2 separate regions of the Mus musculus genome follow, and region 2 is linked to region 1. Evidence: chromatin contacts called from public Hi-C data. All regions are on one chromosome and are shown on one strand. The core of a region is the stretch at or near the end of the contact, and the rest is flanking DNA. Distances in the headings are between cores, read along the strand shown.

What was found. Hi-C and Micro-C count contacts between places; a contact is called where the count stands out from the background.
Region 2: a contact with region 1 is called in a Hi-C map of uterus, with 2.7 times the contacts expected there. The contact joins two enhancer-like sites. A contact is called at or near these places in 2 of 39 promoter capture datasets (epiblast stem cells and liver), 4 of 484 Hi-C or Micro-C datasets (nephron progenitors and uterus) and 1 of 115 datasets of contacts at active chromatin or transcription factors (embryonic stem cells).

Annotation. Positions count from the first base shown.
Region 1 is chr1:4,519,233-4,522,627 of GRCm38.p6, reverse strand. No RefSeq gene overlaps it. Among named protein-coding and RNA genes, the nearest start is that of Gm22307, 8.1 kb to the left of the region's middle. Within about 2 kb of position 1,762, at least 9 of the 459 cell types and tissues checked have an H3K27ac peak or open chromatin away from gene starts, as enhancers often do. A contact at or near this core is called in uterus, where this site is marked.
Region 2 is chr1:4,600,825-4,604,219 of GRCm38.p6, reverse strand. All of the region lies in intron 1 of Gm37323 (a long non-coding RNA gene), which reads left to right. Gm46082 (a long non-coding RNA gene) reads left to right here. Exons shown (of 3, transcript XR_001778820.2): 3 at 178-1,311. Among named protein-coding and RNA genes, the nearest start is that of Gm46082, 4.2 kb to the left of the region's middle. Within about 2 kb of position 1,594, at least 4 of the 459 cell types and tissues checked have an H3K27ac peak or open chromatin away from gene starts, as enhancers often do. A contact at or near this core is called in uterus, where this site is marked.

The sequences.
Region 1 (3,395 bases), core at 513-3,012:
AATTTAAATTTGGCTTAAACCATTCTTCATTGTTTCAGGGGCTGAAGGGTTGGCTCAGCAGTTAAGAATACTGGCTGCTCTTCCAGAGGACCAGGGCTCAATTCCCAGCACCCACATAATGACTTGTAACCATCTGCAACCCCAGTTCCAGGGCACCTGGCACACTATTCTGGCCTTCACACATACTGCATACATGTGGTGTATATGCAGGCAAAATACCCATACACATAAAATTAACAAACAAACAAAAAAAACTGTTTCAAAACAGAAAATGACTTTGGCTGTATTGTTAAACCATAAAATGACCAATATAACAAACTAATTGGGGGAACATTTTTTCTGATGCTTTACCTCATCATAATTGCCAAGTCAGGATCCTAAGTGCCCCCCACCTTTTATAACAGGGACCATTTTATTACATTGTTCACTAAAAACTAGCATGATTTTTCTCTCACAATCAAAGTCTTAAACTACTACACTAAGTATTGAAATTATTAGTTATTCAAAGACCTAACTATGTAGGCTGTGGTCTGTGCTCCGAGAGAACATGAAGTAGTTCCCTCTCCCTGGATATTTGAGACAAACTGAGCAAGTTCATGCACTCATGAGTTATGGAGACTGAAATTTCTGGCGAGCAGAGGAGGACAGGAAGGGACGCTGGAGCCTGTGGAGCTAAAGATCAAGTTGAAGCTTATTAGACAGGGGTGAGGGAAGACATTTCCAGAGTAGCTGGAAGAGGTGTTCTTGATAACCTTGCAGGGTCTAGGATTCGGGGCACATCTTTAAGCAGCAGCTTCCTGATTGCTGGTTCATTTGGGGACGTGATTAACTGTCTTGTACAGTGCTATTCCCATTTGGCTGGTTTAGAGACACTCAACAGAGCAAATAGCCCACCTGGCACTCAGTACTTACTCAGTACTTGTTCTGCATGGCGTCTGGCTCCTTGTCATCTTGGCAGGATCTTACTAGATCAACATTCCTCCTCCTAGTGCTTTCCCAGTACTTTCAAGGGATGGGGGAAGGGCTCTCAACAGGAATCTATCCATTGAGAGGCAGAACTATTCTCCTCCTAGTGTCTTCTCCCCATGAGTATTAGATTGCCCATCTCATCTATCTTCCTCCCTGCTTCTGGTTCCTATCATTCTTCTGAGGCTTTCAATGGGTTCTGCCCTTGGCATCTCTTAATCCTCCCTACTGTCACTCCCACTTAGACCTCCTGGACACCTATACATTGATCCATGTTACAAGGATCAAGAGAAGCCTCTCTGGTCTCAGAAATCTTATAACCCAGAGCCTGAGTAGTGCACTTTGGCTGGGTCAGGCTGGCAATGACCTGAATTCTAAGAGAAAATAGCTAATACAGTAGAGAATTCATCCTAGGGCTGGTGTATTCACATTCTATAGCTGTCTCTGATGGGGGATCCTATTGAAAACAAGGGTCCCATTAATGTACTTGTCACATACCTCTTTTTAGAGAATGTTTAAAATATATTTTTATTTATCCTTTGAGAATTCCATACACTCATATTACAGTTCTGTTCACTTCCTGCTCTTCTCTTAATCCATAGCCTTCCTAGCCTGAAGAAGTTTGCCTAGCCTCAGTGTTATGGACTTAATGAGTGGGGGCTGCAAGGAAGCAAAGGAGGGAGGGAAGTGAGATGTGTCCTGGGTTAACCTTTCTGGGCTCTTTCTGCACCTGGGTTGGCCCTCCCTGGGAGGGCTCCCACTAGAGTTATTCATTCTCCTGCTGATGTGTCAGCCTTTGTGAAGGCACTCCCTTGAATGGTGGTTGACGCTAACAGAATGATTTGAAGATTTACTGGGTTGGGTTAGACGGTGGTGTTTGCACAACTGCATAGAAGGCCCAGTGTTGGTGTCAAAAGATCTCACTAGAGAGACTACCTCTTTAAAGAGGAGAGGCTCAGGGCAATTTCCCCTGGGACACTTGTAACATGCAGTAGGGCTAAAATGTGGAATTCTACAGTTTCAACCTTATGCCATCATTGACTGTGCAATGATACTTATCCACTCTTGCTGGCTCCTCTGCCCTGACCAATTCCACTGTTACATAAATTACCCAGAGTTGACTGCTACAGCTTCCACTGTAGGACTGCTTGCTTAGGGCAGTTTAAAAGCAGAGGTGCTGCTATAGATAAATCACTTGACAGTTCACAGAGGACTGAATTCTGAGGAATATAACTAGCTAGTGGGAGAAATGCACAAGTCCACTATTCCTTCTCTACAATTCTAGGACCTAAAACCATAGGGAAAACTCAGCCTAACCATATTTGTGGCTACTCAGAATCTGTTATTCTAACCTAGACATTGCTTTTTCAAAAGTCAATGTGCTATGGCTCCCACAGTATCTCGATCCTCCTGGAGTAACAAGCTTGGACCTTTGTTCATCTGCCTGAGCCTATTGACCTGCACTCCAGGGTCACCCGCTGGTGGAGGTTCCTGTCCCTAAACATCAGTAGCTTTTTTGACTGGCAGGAGGTGACAGCTGTGCCCTTTCCCTCAGCCAGCCTCATACCTCTTGGGCTAAGTCCTGCTAAATGCATAAGCACATATCAAGACAATGAAAAGTCATACTTTCTATTCCTCCTTGCTATGAAAAGCCTTCTTCTCTGAACGCTAACGAGCATTCATATAACAGTCTACTTCAGATGTGAGGACCATATGGGCTGAATGAACCCTCTGGTAGGTTCATGATATCTCAAGTAGAATTCTAAAACAAACAACAAACCAGTCCTGAAAAGCACAACAATTTTACAACCTATCAGACAGGGATACAATGAACGTTAAGGTCTCTTTTCCATTTTGTTTACTTTCAAGAGTGAAAAGATTCCCATTTATGCTCACATTTCAATGTCTGCCTGCAGGGTAGTGTACCAGACCTCTCTAAGATATGAATGTGCAGTTCATTGTTTTTGTGATAGGCCCCAAAGGCTTTGAAATAAGATTTTGGATCTTGAATTGGCCAGTTGTGTTGGCACGTGGCTGCACTCTGGGGCCTGAGACAAGAGGATCTCAGGCTTGAAAGCCAGCCTTGGCTGCACAGCAAGACCTGTCTCCAAGCAGTAACACAGTAACACAAAGCTCTTGTGACTTGTTTATGCATGTGCCAGAGGAACACTCATTAGGGCATAGAGAGCATGCCTTTCACAAACAAAACCATTGTTCCTGGAAGCTGGAGATGGAGTTCAGTTGTTAAGTGTTGCTGTATACTCACAGCCCTGGGTTTAATCCTCACTACTTCAAAACCAGGCCCAGTGGTTCATGCTGTAATCAGGGTGTGGAGGCTGAAGGATCAGCAGTTCAAAGTCAACTTGGGCCAGTTGAGATCAAGACATGCCTACGATACAAGTGTCAAAAAACAAAACAAAACAAAAATA
Region 2 (3,395 bases), core at 345-2,844, 82 kb before region 1:
TAGCTGAGCCTGAGTGTCAGTGCTGAGAGACACCATCTGGTGGTGTTTGCAGAACTAGAGGGTTGAGTTAGGAGAACTCTCTTTCTGTATCAGTTTCCTGATTCTGTGAAGTTTGGTGGGTCCAGGAATGGACCTGAAGTAGGGATCAAAATAAAATCTCTTTTCTTTCCTCTGCAGACCTGCCCTGTTCACTAACTTGGGAACTTCAGGACATTGCAATCATGTCTCCCAAATTGGAATTCCACCTGCTGTGCCCAACATGTGGTATAAAACACACATGGATAAATGTACTTTGTATTTCAGTTAAAAAACCGTAATTCACCATATGTATGCTGAGGGCACAAACAGCCAACTCCTGGTATCCAGTTATCTAGAATGATGATCTCACTGTCAGCCCTCTGGTTTGCTTTTTCTCATTTTCCCCCAGGTGCCTCAGGATGAATTCTGGGAGCTCTTGTCTAAACTTTGTGTCCCTCGTCCTTCATTATGTTATTATCCTACTATCTACGTTCTACTGAGAGCCCCCTGTGTTCCTTTTAGTTCAATACAAGCTTACTAGTGGCTAACAGGACAAATGGTGAATGTCAGTTAACAGAATAGGAAAACAGCATTGTTGAGGTGTTTGCCAAAGAAGTCATCCGGAAACAGTCCAGTAGTACAGTGAATTGCCTTCTAGCTCTGGAGGTTTGAGTGTATAGTCAGAAGTCCTGGAGAATGCTTCCTGAGAATCTGTGTATTTGCCTTTGCCCTCTCACCTGACTTCCAATCGTCCGCAGAGTAGGGTATGTGCTCTCCACTGACGTATGTGAAGGCTGACCAGAAACTTTAGCCTCCATGGTCTCCAATGACATGAATTTTATTTATCAATTTCAGTATCTAAAATTTTCCAATATACTAGCAACAGCATCCTTGCAACAGTATCAATTTAAAAATGACAGTCTTACAAGTCAAAGCGGGGACATAGATTTTCAAAATTCTTGAGGGGCTGTAAGGTTTATTTATTTTGTAAAAGAATTCATAATATGAAGTAAAAGAAACAGCCAGGGCTGGTGTGGTCACTCAGTCAGTAAAGTGCCTGTTATAAAAACACTGAGTATGAGAGTGTTCATTTGTCATCCCTGAGGAGGGGAGGGGAGGACAAGAGAGGATGCTCTAGCCTCACTAGCCAGCCAGTCTAACTAATTGTCTAGCTCATGCCAATGAGAGATCCCATCTCAAAGAAGGTGCATTACATTCCTAAGGATGATCCCCAATTATCCTTCCACATGCACATGTGCCACCCACCACACACACCTGCATCCTGTATGTACACATTCATGTGCACACACACATGCAGAGAGAGAGAGAGAGAGAGAGAGAGAGAGAGAGAGAGAGAGAGAGAGAGAGAGAGAGGAGATATGAAAGAAATATGTCTCAGCACTGAGCATAATATTAAAAGATTTGCCTTAGAGAGCTGAAGATAAACGTGACCTTGCACATCATGTTGCCACAGCGAAGTGGCTATTTAGGAAAAGTGAAGCTTGGTTGCCATACAAAAGGCCTCCCCAATTGTGTATTGCTTATTTCCTCACATTGTGGCCTCCATTGGCACATGTGGGGTGAGTCAGACCTGCATTGCTGATTCCAGGGTCTAGATAAGGCATCTGGAAATCGCTGTGAGCCCAAAGAAGGGGTGAGGCAACAACTGCCTATTTTATCAGGATTTCCAGGATGACTGCATGGCCACACCCCTTTGGCTCTGTAGTACTGAAGGGAAGGGGAGGCTGGAGGGTTGGGGGATGTGCAGTCTGGATGTTCAGTCCATGCACCTTAGGCTGAAGGATTTGGCTGTATAATCATCCACAGAGAAAGCATTGGGGAGTAGTGCCCAGTACCAGTAAATGTTATACTGTGTATACTTTCAATATATTCCCAAAACTTGCGATACAGACGGCGTTTGCGTCCCATAGACTAGGTGTGCAAGCTATTAATAGGTGAACCGAGTGCTGTCTTGTAACTCTGGCTGAGTCTGTTATCCCTTAACCCCGGTCTTTGCTCAAGCTTCCTCTAGGGTGTGCTCCTCACTCGAGGACCCCTGCAGCCTGTTAGTCATTTAGTTGAAATGTTTTTAGCTACATTAAATCTAAGTGTTCTCCCATCATTGCCTGTGAGTTGCCTCTATCTCACCATCCTGCAAATCCAAAATTCAGAGCCATCTTTCACCCCTCACTTTTTGCATCACATCTAACAGTTATTCAGGTGATTTTCATGGGAAGATAACACATACCTTAAGTTTACCGAGCTGGTTGTGCTAACCACTTAATGGAATTGAGCACATTTTTGTTGTCTGCAGCACCTGCTGCCAGAAACTTTTCTTATGGAAAAACAAAAGCTCTGTGCCATTAAATACTAGCTTTCCATTCTCCCTCTTCAATACACGCTTCTTTGCCATGATGTTTCTTTTATTTTTGCTTTCTGTAATGTTGTGGATGGTACTTAGAACTTGGAACATGTTGGACACTGATGTGCACCCAATCTCTTTCTGTCTATGAACATGAGTTTTCTAAGCATTGTGGAAAACCTTGAAGGGCCACAGAGCACCAAAAGCCACAGGGACACTTCCTGAGCAGCATCACTGTTGGTGGGAGAGCAAAATGGTCTAGCCACTGTGGAAATAAGCATGGCCATTCCCAAAACACCCTAGAAATGGGTCTAACATATGACTAGTTACATCACTACTGCCCAAAGGACTCTATTTCCTATTACAAAGACACATACCCAGCCATAGTCATACCTGCTCTAGGACAGGGAAAAGCTTAGATGTCACCAACTATAATATTTTCTCTTTCTGTGGTGTTGTGCATGGCACGTACAACCTGGAGCATGGTAGGCAAGCATTCTACTACTGAACTGCACCTAGTCTCTCTGTGAACATGAGTTTATACACACACACACACACACACACACACACACACACACACACACACAAACACACACACACACACACACACACACACACACACAGACTAAAAAACCCAGTGCCAGTGAGAGATACTTCCACTATTGCTTTTGATTGTCCATAAGAGCTTGATGGTAAGACATTATTACTGAAGATACCACAGAACACAGAAGATCATGGAACATGGAGAAATCAAGTTGGTATTGAACAGGGAATGTCCTCCGTGCTGCCTGGCTGTCATAGTACTCGAAGATGCTCTGTAGGCTGCTGGGGAAAAAGGAGTCTAGTCTTACCTAGCTGTGAACCATGTGAACTATACTAATGACTCATTTGGCGAGTTATAGTAATACTGGTATAGTGTTATGATGTACCCAACCACTCTCAGCTTAGATTCAGATCCACTCTGTGGGAGGAAAGGCATACCTTTTACTGTACATTTAACCAAGAACCCATGGTT